Linked DNA regions of Macaca fascicularis: region 1 is linked to region 2. The links are chromatin contacts, called in public Hi-C maps. All regions are on one chromosome and are shown on one strand. Each heading gives the region's core, a stretch centred on a gene start, on an enhancer-like site or on the middle of the called end of the contact. The rest is flanking DNA. Distances are from core to core; before and after follow the strand shown. Region 1 holds the start of KLHDC2 (kelch domain containing 2). Region 2 holds the start of DNAAF2 (dynein axonemal assembly factor 2).

Region 1 (5,493 bases), core at 1,646-4,145, 150 kb after region 2:
TGTTTATGGTACTATATTTAGTCCCTTAGAAGCTGTGGCCCCTATGGTTCTAAGGATAGAATGTAGTGGGTAGAAACTTAGGGGATGTTAGTGATTATTATTATATTTAAAATGCCACAGGAGTGAAGCAATGATCTGATTCAAAGAGGGACTCTTTTATAAGGATTTTGAATGTATGATATTAGAAAATATTCCTCAGTCTAATCCTGATAATGGTAATCTCTTCCATTACCATGGTAACCCACTCATACCTGTGACAAATATTTTCTGAGTGCCTCTGTTGGGGAAACAGAATTAAAAACAAAATATTTTCCCAACCCAGAAAGCCTTTCCACAAAGGTAGTTGAGAAAGCGCTTTCATTTGTTGAATAAGCATTAAACCAGAATGTGATGTCCATCACAGGCAATCTGCTAAGAGATTGCAAGGACAAAGAAATCTCACCTTTTCATATAGCCAAGCAGATACAAAGCATTACATACACGGTCTCAAGAAAAACAATAACTAGTCTTCCAGTAAGAGGACTTAACAGTACCACTTGTCACACACAGTTCATCCTAGATTCACCTGATAAGGTGACTGTGTTAGCTGATTAGCTGTATTCAGAGGAAAAGCAAACTTCTCATATCTTTGACAGAAGGTGGTTTTGCAACATGCGCAAGAGGCCACTGAAGTTAAGCTCATACTTCAAGCTTAGAATTTAACAGGGGAAACTAACAATAGACAAGTAATTAATTACATGATGGTTTTAATAAGTGGTATGGAGAAGTACCAAGGATGCTAACAGCATCTAATAGGGAACCTAAAAGTAGACTGGGGCATCCAGAAAGGTTTCCCCAAGGAAGTTTCAACTGAATTGAGAGGTGAAGAATAAGTTATGGCCGAGTGCAGTGGCCCTGTAATTCCAGCACTTTGGGAGGCCGAGGTGGGAGGATCACTTGAGGTCAGGAGTTCGAGACCAGCCGGGCCAACACGGCCAAAACCCATCTCTACTAAAAATACAAAAATTAGCCGGGAGTGGTGGCAGACACCTGTAATCCCAGCTACTCGGGAGGCAGAGGCAGGAGAATCATTCGGATCTGGGAGGCGGAGGTTGCAGTGAGCGAGATCGAGCCATTGCACTCAAGCCTGGGGGACAAGAGTGAGACTGCTCTCAAATACAAAAACAAACAAACAAAAAGGTGATAGAAGGGTAATGTAGCTGTAGCTGGAAGGAGGACCCAGCCAGGAATTGAAGCTGGAAAGGCAAGCTGGGGCTGGACCATGCTGAGTCTTCTTGCACAGCACTGTGATATGAATTATTATTATTATTATTATTATTATTATTATTGAGACGGAGTTTCATTCTTGTTGCCCAGTCTGGAGTACAACCATGCCCTCTCGGTTCACTGTGACCTCCACCTCCGGGCTTCAAGAGTTTCTCCCGCCTCAGCCTCCCAAGTAACTGGGATTACAGGCACCGGCCACCCCGCCTGCGTAATTTTTTTGTATTTTTAGTAGAGAAGGGGTTTCGCCATGTTGGCCAGACTGGTCTCGAACTCCTGACCTCAGGTGATCCTCCTGTCTCAGCCTCCCAAAGTGTTGGGATTACAGGCGTGAGCCACCGCGCCCAGCCGAGATTTGAAATTTGGATTCTACTAAGGACGACGGGAGCCAGCACAAGGTTTTCAAGTGACTTGATCAGATTCCCAAGGTTGGTTCACAAGGAACTTCGATAATCGCAGTCTAGTGAGCATAATTGCACTGGGAGAAGGCACTGCTGCAAGAATCCTGTGAGCCAGACAGATGAGGGCACCAACCAGGATGGGTGGCAGATAAGGTCTTAACAGCCTCAAGGTGATTTGCTTCCTTGTTGAAGGCTTTAATTAATCCTCTTAAGTAACTTTCAAGTTCTTGAGTTCAAGTAAACACACTGGTCCACTAGGGGAGGAGTGTCAGGCTATAAACATTTTAATAATTAAAAAGAAAAGGCTTTAATTGGTCAAAGTATTCATTTTCTATGGAGTGCTCCCAACCAGAAGATGAGGGAAATGGAGATAATGAAGCACGCCCCTCCTACCAAACACGATAAATTCTAGAGGCACTGTGAGATCAGGAATTTAAGGTGTATTTTTGTCCCACCCTGTTTTACAGGTGAGGTATCAAGTACGGTAACTCGTAATTTTCTTTTGGCCCAATCGAAAGGTATCATATAAAACAAAAGAAAGCTGTGTATGCGTGAAAAGGATCCGCCTTCCTCTCTGAAGAAAAGGGTGATTACGGCTTCGGAAACGCTTTTCAACCCAACACTGCTGCCCGGCTGGCGGCAACGGCGGCGGCGGCAACGACAGATTCCTGCAGAAGCGGCGCCCGGCAGGGGCGGCGGGAGCTCGGGAGAGGCCGCCGGGGATAGGGCGGGGCCCCGCGTGAGAGCTAAGCGCCTGCCCTCGCGCCCGCAGGACAGCAGGGCCTGCATCGACTCTAAGGCGAGACCAGAAACTTGCTAGTGGAGCAATTCTGGTGCCCCTGCCAGGGCTGTGAACCCTCTGAGATCATCCCTCAATCAAACGAATAGAAATTCTCGGGAAGAAAAAAAAAAAAAATTGCAGGAATCCGGCTAAAATTCAGCAGCTTTCAGGGACCGATTCAGGGCATTATCCCTGTGGTTCCCTCGGCGAAAGGAGACTCGAAGCGCGACTGGAAGTCGCCGGGCCCCACAGAGCTGCGGTGCCCAGGCCGTAGGCTGTGGCGCGGGCGGAGGCGGCGGCGGCGGCGGCGGCGGCGGCGGCAGCGGCAGCGGGAGGACTCGGCGCTGGGGGCGCTGAGCGGCAGCCTCGCTTCCGGAGCTCGGCGGGCGGCGTCAGAGGAACGGGCGGCTTCCGGTCGGGGCGTAAACAAGGCCGTGGGCTGCAGGAGGCGGGGCGGACGGGCTGCAAGAGGGAGCCGGCCAGACCCGGATCTCTTCCCCGCCGTGCTCCGGGTCCCGGGCCCGCGCCGCCGCCGCCTGGCTCCGCTCGCGGCCCCGCTGTCTGCAGGCGTGCCCCGGCGGCGGCGGAGAGCCGTCCTCGGCCGAGGAGGCTGGTAAACGCGAGCGCAGGCGGCAAAGAGGCCTTAACGCCGTCCCTTTTGCCGCCGCCTTCTTTTTGCCGCGCGCCACTGTGCATTTCTCTCCTTTTCCTTTGTTTCTTTGGCCCCTCGCGGGTGTGGGCATTCCTGGTGAGCAAAAGTGCAGCCTCAAGATGGCTGATGGCAACGAGGATATGCGGGCGGACGACTTGCCGGGGCCAGCCTTCGAGAGCTATGAGTCCATGGAGCTCGCCTGCCCCGCCGAGCGCAGCGGCCACGTAGCCGTCAGCGACGGGCGCCACATGTTCGTCTGGGGCGGCTACAAGGTCAGTGAGTGGCCGGGCCGCGGCAGACGTCGCTCGGCTGTGACTTGGGTCTGGGTTCGCGGCCAGGCGGGGAGGCCAGAGCGGCCCGCCAAGGGCGCTCCCCGCCTCCGTCGCGCGCCCCACCTCAGACTCTGCCCGTTGGTTGGTTTTTCTTGCGCGCGGGAATCTTCCTTCTCTCGAGTCCCCCAACCCGTCTCGAACCTCCAGGGCTGCTGGCACGTCAACCTGGTGCTCACAAAGCCAACTCACTCCCACCCCCGTTGTTGCCATTGGAGCGTTATTCCGGGGAAGGCCCTGTTAATGTTGCTTGGGCGGTGCATTCGGAAGGGTTGGGGTGTGTAAGGTGACGGTGTGTGATATCACTCAGACGCGTTATCAGGACGGCCTACGAGGACTTTACCCTCTGGAGCTAGAAACCGCTGCCCACTTAACGGGGAGTCCGAGGTGTAGGAAAACTGGAATTCCAAAAGGTTACAGGAATCACCTTATTCAGCCTTCTCGCCTGTGCAAATGGCCATCATACTATTGTTTGAACCTCTCAGGACTATTTTCCTTCTGGCTTCAGCTGGGTGAAGTTTTTCAGCAGACACCCGTATTAAAGATAATGGAAAAGCTCCACCAGTAACCAAAAAATCCACAGCATCAAATGAACACAGAGTGCAGCTCTTTGACTCTCCGATCCCCTGGTTATAAACAACGTGATTAGTTAGCAGTTTAAAGCCAGTTGCCCTTCTTTACCCTGCTACCTCGGAAATCTAAAATTTTATTTGCTGGGATGGCTCTGATCCAGTCCTACCACAAAATTCCTCTTTGGTCTTGAAAATGTTCTCCGCCCTCCCTATGCCCATGCCTTGTGATTGCTTTTAGCTTATGGTACAGTTGATTTGATCATAGTTGACCATTTTTGAGACAGCTTTCAAAGATAGCTGTCCTGATACTTTAATTTGGTTTAACTGCAGAAGTAATTTTTTGCCAATCCTAATTAATCTGCAGTGTTTTTCCCAGTCTCCGGTGAATGTGGTTAGAAAATAGAAAGGGGGGCTGGGCGCGGTGGCTCACTCCTCTAATCCTAGCACTTTGGGAGGCCAAGGTAGGTGGATCACCTGAAGTCAGGAGCTGGAGACCAGTCTGGCCAACATGGTGAAACTCCGTCTTTACTAAAAATACAAAAAAAATTAGCCGGGCGTGGTGACGGGCGCCCTAATCCTGGCTACTTGGGAGGCGGAGGTTGCAGTGAGCTGAGACGGCGCCATTGCACTCCAGCCCGGGCAACAAGAAGGAAACTGTCTCAAAAATACTTTAGAAAGGGGTAGGGAATTGCAAGGAGGGGGGCAAGCATGTAGTCACCCTTATAAAAATGTAAATTAATTCCCCTGGAGAAACCTGTCAATTACACTTCTGTCTAAGCTACCTAATTCATAATTGTATTTTTAAAATGACAGCATGAAAGAATGAGACTTTGGGAGTGGGGCAGGGGAGGATTCTCAATGTGGAGTATTTCTTGTGGTGGATTTAAAAAGGCCTGGATGATTGGGACTGATTCAGGGAGAAGCACACAATCACTGAATTGGATGGTTCTGAAACAGACTGCCCTCCCCATTTATGGCTGGTGGCTGGAACTCTGAGGGTAGGCACAGAAGCCCTTGGAGACTGTTTCAAAGGCAATAAACCTTGGCTTCCTACATAGTAGGCAGTTTTCCTCCCCAGGACAGGCTGGTCACCTCTGGGTCAGCCCACTTCCAGCCTTTCCCTTCATCACCGGTGGGGTGGAAAAAGAAGTGTTTACATGGTCAACTGTTCTGTTTCTGTATGTTTATTATTCAAGCTTGCTGGACTTTGACACCCATTTTTGGCTAGCCGCAGTCGTGTACTGTATCAACATTGTTTGGAAAGTGGCTAGGGAGGGTCAAAGGCAGGGAATGTCAAGCAGTTGTTAAAGTTCAGGGAAAGGATAGAATCCTGGCGCCACCATTACTTCATAAATAACCTTGGGCAAATTACTTAAACTCTAAACTCATTTTCTCATAAAATCAGCTATTTTTTAGGGTTGTTGTAAGGATTACATAAAGCAATCCATGGATAGCTTTCAGCTGCAGCATATGGTAGGCTCAGTCTGTGTTAGGA
Region 2 (4,916 bases), core at 2,000-4,499:
ATTAGCCGGACGTGGTGGCGAGCACTTGTAATCCTAGCTACTTGGGAGGCTGAGGCAGGAGAATCCTTTGAACCCAGGAGGCGAAGGTTGCAGTGAGCCGAGATCGCGCCACTGCACTCCAGCCTGGGCGGCAGAGCGAGACTCCGTCTCAACAATAACAACAAAATAAATAAAATAACCTCTTCCCAGAAGAGGTGCAGTTAACGTATGTACTGTTAGGTTCAACAAATATTTATCACACTTTGTTAAATGCTAGTCATTGTGCTAAATATTAGTAGGGACCTAAGCATGATTACGAGATGCAAAGTGACATAATCTCAATTTAATATAGCGCCAACCCAAGGACAATCCCGCCAAAATCTTAGACTAAAATTAAGCAGCACCATATGGCCCAAAGGGCATTTGAACATAATAACTGTGTGAGTAACTGGATAAGTAACTGGCTGAGTTACTTTTCCTCTCTGGAAGTAAATTATTCTTCTCTACTTTCTAAGCTCGGAAAAAATGATTTACTAACTTCAAATGCCCATTATAGAGTGCTTTTTAAACTTCTTTGTGTTACAAACCCCTTTTAAGAACATAACTAAAATTATAGCCCTTCTCCCCGGAAGAGATCACTCCCTACTTTTTGCATACAATTCCAGAGGTCTACGGCTCCCTGAAAATTCATTTAAGGTCTCCTTCCGAGTCAATGGACCTCAGGAAACAACGCATTCGAGGTAACTTTGAAGATCTGAAACCCATCCACCAGATGCGATGCATGTTGTTTTTTTTTTTTTTTTCAAAATACGCTTAACAAGCACTGACATCTTTCATCATGTGCATCAGTGCAAGTCATTACAAGAAAAGTTATAATGGAAAATGCTTTGTTTAGGATAAACTGAAAAGGTGCCCGTAATGGCAGGTTTTTGTTTTTTTTTTTGAGATGGAGTCTCGCTCTGTCGCCCAGACTGTTCTGCAGTGGCACGATATCGGCTCACTGCAACCTCCGCTTCCCGGGTTCAAGCGATTCTCGTGCCTCAGCCTCCCAAGTAGCTAGGACTACAGGCGCCCGCTACCATGCCCTGCTAATTTTGTATTTTTAGTAGAGACAGAATTTCATCATATTGGCCAGGCTGGTCCAGAACTCCTGACCTCGTGATCCGCCCGCCTAGGCCTCCCAAAATGCTGGGATTACAGGCGTGAGCCACCGCGCCCGGCCCGTAATAGCAAATTTTTTAAGTGAGATGGGATATTTCAAATATGAGGACTCTGGAAAGAACTGTTACCTCCAAAGAATCGTTGTTTACACCATAATACCACTCTCTCCAATGTCCTTGGCTCTCTGGAGATTTTGCCAGTTCTATCACTGCATTGTTTGAAGAAATGCTAATCACAGGTTCTGTGGTACTCAATTTATTCTCTGGAGCAAATTGCAAAAAGAAGGAATAAACTAAGTCTTGTGTGGAGAAGCGTAATTTGTACCAGAGGGGATTCAAATCTCCTTGAAGACTTTGCGGCTGGATCCGAGGCACCTGAATGAGCAGAGTCAAGGTTTCTTTGTCCTGATTACACAGTAACGGAGGACACAAAGGCTCCCCGCTCTTGGTCCCGGGACCACCCATGGCGCGGGCTGAGGGCTCGCAGCGCTTGCCCTCCGACTCCGCGCGCGTCTCCACACCGGTATCTCCGCGCGCACTCTCTCTTCCCGCATAAGACTCCCAGGCAAGGCCCCGGCAGGACGTACAAAGGGAGCCTCCGCCACCAGGTGAGTTCTCTCCTCCGGGAGATGGTTCCTCCACGCTGCCCGGCGGCGACCCCGCGTGCGTGCTCAAGTCCTGCTCCCCCGGCTTGGGGACACGTTCCTCTCCAGCGCCGGCCGGCGGGGACGCCACCTTGGGGTCGCCCACGGTGGTGACCCCAGAGCTCGCAGCCCCAGCCACGCAGGTATCGCGGCCTCCGTCCTCGGCGGGACTCCCCACGGGTCCCGCCTCCCCCTCGTGAACGGAAGTGCAGGCCTGGCCGTCAGTTCCGGACGGGTCCAAGGACTCTTCCGGCGTGGCGGCGGCGACTGCGCCGGCGACGGCGGGATCCCGGCGCGCGGCCGGTAGTACCACTGGCAGCGTAACCACCAGCTGCCGCCGGGCCTTGTTGAATTGTGCCTTGCCGCGGCCGTCGTCCACTGGGTACGGGAGCGATAGCCGCAGCCGGTAGTCGGGTTTCCTTGAGTCGAGGCACAGCAGCTTTCCCGTCACCTCCAGCGCCGCCTGCGCGGCCGAGCGCAACAGCGGCAGTTCTATGGTGACCACCAGTTCATGGGGTACGGGGCTCGGGGCTGAGTCCCGGGAGCAGCGGTAATCCTGGAGGTCCACGTGGTGGCGCTGCACCACGCTGTAGCGGGGCTCAGTGGGGGCGGGCTGCAAGGCCGCTTCCGGAGGGGAGGGCGCCCGGGGCCCGTGGGTTGCAGAGTTCCCGGAGGTTGCCGGGTACTGGTAGGGGTAGGGGAAGTCCGGGAGAGGACCCTTCGGCTCCTCCTCAGGCCTGGCCAGGATGACCCCGGGCAGGGGTGTGCGCAGCACCGCAGCCTCGGGGGTCCCCTTATACTTGGCTTTCAGGGTCTTGGCATTCCTGCGGTCCAGCTTCACGCCGAACTGCTTCTCGACTGCCTCCAGGGCCGTAGCGTCCAGCATCTGGCGGAAGCCCTCGTGCCGCCGGGCCAGCGCTAGCGCGTCTGGATGGAAGACCACGTCGTAGACCATGTATCGGCTGCTGTTGCGCCCCGCGTACTCACGGCCTGGCGCCAAGCTGTAGGGCAGGGACCAGTGACTGCCAGGAGCTGCTCCCCGGTCGTCATCGGAGCCGGGCCGGCTGCTGGGCGCGCCCACCAGCGCATTGCTGCAGACGTTCACGAAGCAGCGCCGTGTCCCGTCCAGGCTGGTGCGCAGCACGTGCCCCGGCTCCGGGTGCACGAACCGCACCTCCACCCCGCGCTCACGCTCTAGCGCGGTGATCTCCGCCTCGTAGCGCCGCCGGTTCTCCGGGTTGGTGAGCTCCTCGGCGTACTGGGAGAACATTCGCCGGAACTCCGGGTCCTGGAAGGCGGAGGTGAGCCGCTGGACCTCCTCTCCACTCAGGTCTAAGTCCTCCAGCGACGAGGAGGCCTCCGCTTTGGCCATACTGCCCTGTGGCTTCTCGCCCTCTGGCCAAGGGGGATCAATCTGAGACTGGCTTGGGGGATCCGCCTCAGAGTCTCTTGGCAGCCGAGAGTGACGCGGTGGAGATCAGTAAGCGGTGGAGATCAGTAACGGCTGGAAAATTGAGCCTTGAGCAGCGCGTGCTTGTTGCCATAGTGACACCACTAACATTCGGGAGGAGGGGTAGAAATCTTGGTGGAATAGGCTGGGCGCGTGGTTCAGGCCTGTAATCCCAGCACTTTGGGAGGCCGAGGTGGGCGGATCACGAAGTCAGGAGATTGAGACCATCCTGGCTAAAACGGTGAAACCCCGTCTCTACTAAAAATACAAAAAAATTAGCCGGGCTAGGGGGCGCCTGTAGTCCCAGCTACGTGGGAGACTGAGGCAGGAGAATAGCGTGAACCCGGGAGGCGGAGCTCTTGCAGTGAGCCGAGATCGCGCCACTGCACTCCAGCCTGGGCGACAGAGCGAGACTCCGTCTCAAAAAAAAAAAAAAAAAAGGAAATAATGGTGGAATAGTGGAAATGCCAGAAATAGCCCTCTTAGATTCTTCAAACTAACTCACCGCTGTACTTTCTCTGTTTTATAGATTCCTGTGCCATAGTGCAGTTACTTACTTCTGCAGAATAATTATCGTAGTAACTGTCATAATTTCCAGCATTACGTGCATTATCCCATTCATTGCTCACACCACTAAAAGATAAAAACCTCATCCCCCTTTCACAAACAAGAAGATGGGACCTGAGAAATTGAACCGAGGTCACATAGCCAGTGTATTCAACAGGCGAATCCAAACCTAAGTTTATCTGCGTTTTTCACTTTGCTAAACCAACATTTCAATCTTTTTTGTTGTTGTTGAGATAGTCTCACTCTGTCTCCCAGGCTGGCATGCGGTGGCGAGATCTTGGCTCACTGCAGCTTTAGCTTCCCGGGTTCAAGCAATTCTCCTGCCTCAGCCTCCCAAGTAGCTGGGATTACAGGTGCCTGCAACCACGCCGGGCTAATTTTTGTATTTTTAGTAGAGATGGGGTTTTACCATGTTGGCCAGGCTGGTCTTGAACTCTTGACCTCAGGTGATCCACCCTCCTCGGCCTCCCAAAATGCTGGGATTACAGACGTGAGCGATGGCGCCCGGCCAACCTTTCAATCTCAGTGTTCCTCCTTTGCATTTTCTGGCGATTCCACTATAATATTTACCCAGTAAAAACTCATTTAGGGCAAGACATATGGGCAGGGTGTTCATAAACAATTGCCAGTGGCCCGTGAACATATAAGACTACATTAATAATAAAAATGCAAATATACCACATTTAAACTACCAAAATAGCAAAGCTCCTTATAGTTACTGTGTTTCCTTGGGGTGGGAGTAGACTTTAGTAAAATCTTTTTAGAAAGCAGTTGTGCAATTGTATCAACACCATTTATTCATTTGTGTATGTATGTATATATTTTTGAGACAGGATCTCACTCTGTTACCCAGGCTGGAGTGCAGCTTCAACCTCTCCGGGGCTCAAGCAGTACTCCTGCCTCAGCCTCCCAAGTAACTGGGACTACAGGCATGCGCCACCATGCCTGGCTAATTTTTTAAGTTTTTGTAGAGATAGGGTTCTCACTGTGTTGCCCAGGCTGGTCTCCAACTCCTGGATTCAGATGATCCTCACACCTTGGCCTCCCAGAGTGCTAGGATTATAGGCGTGAGCCACCACACCAGGTCCAAAACCCTTTTTTTTTTTTTTTTTTTTT

Evidence for each region. A called contact is a pair of places that touch in the nucleus more often than the background predicts.
Region 1: a Hi-C map of skeletal muscle shows a contact between it and region 2, with 6 times the contacts expected there. The contact joins the promoter of KLHDC2 here to the promoter of DNAAF2 in region 2. A contact is called at or near these places in 2 of 2 Hi-C or Micro-C datasets (liver and skeletal muscle).

The regions. Positions count from the first base shown.
Region 1 is chr7:117,696,472-117,701,964 of T2T-MFA8v1.1, forward strand. KLHDC2 (kelch domain containing 2) reads left to right here and starts at 2,896. Exons shown (of 13, transcript XM_005561196.4): 1 at 2,896-3,369. The coding sequence starts at 3,217.
Region 2 is chr7:117,549,363-117,554,278 of T2T-MFA8v1.1, forward strand. It overlaps DNAAF2 (dynein axonemal assembly factor 2), which reads right to left and starts at 3,250. Exons shown (of 2, transcript XM_005595162.4): 1 at 1,269-3,250. The coding sequence starts at 3,155.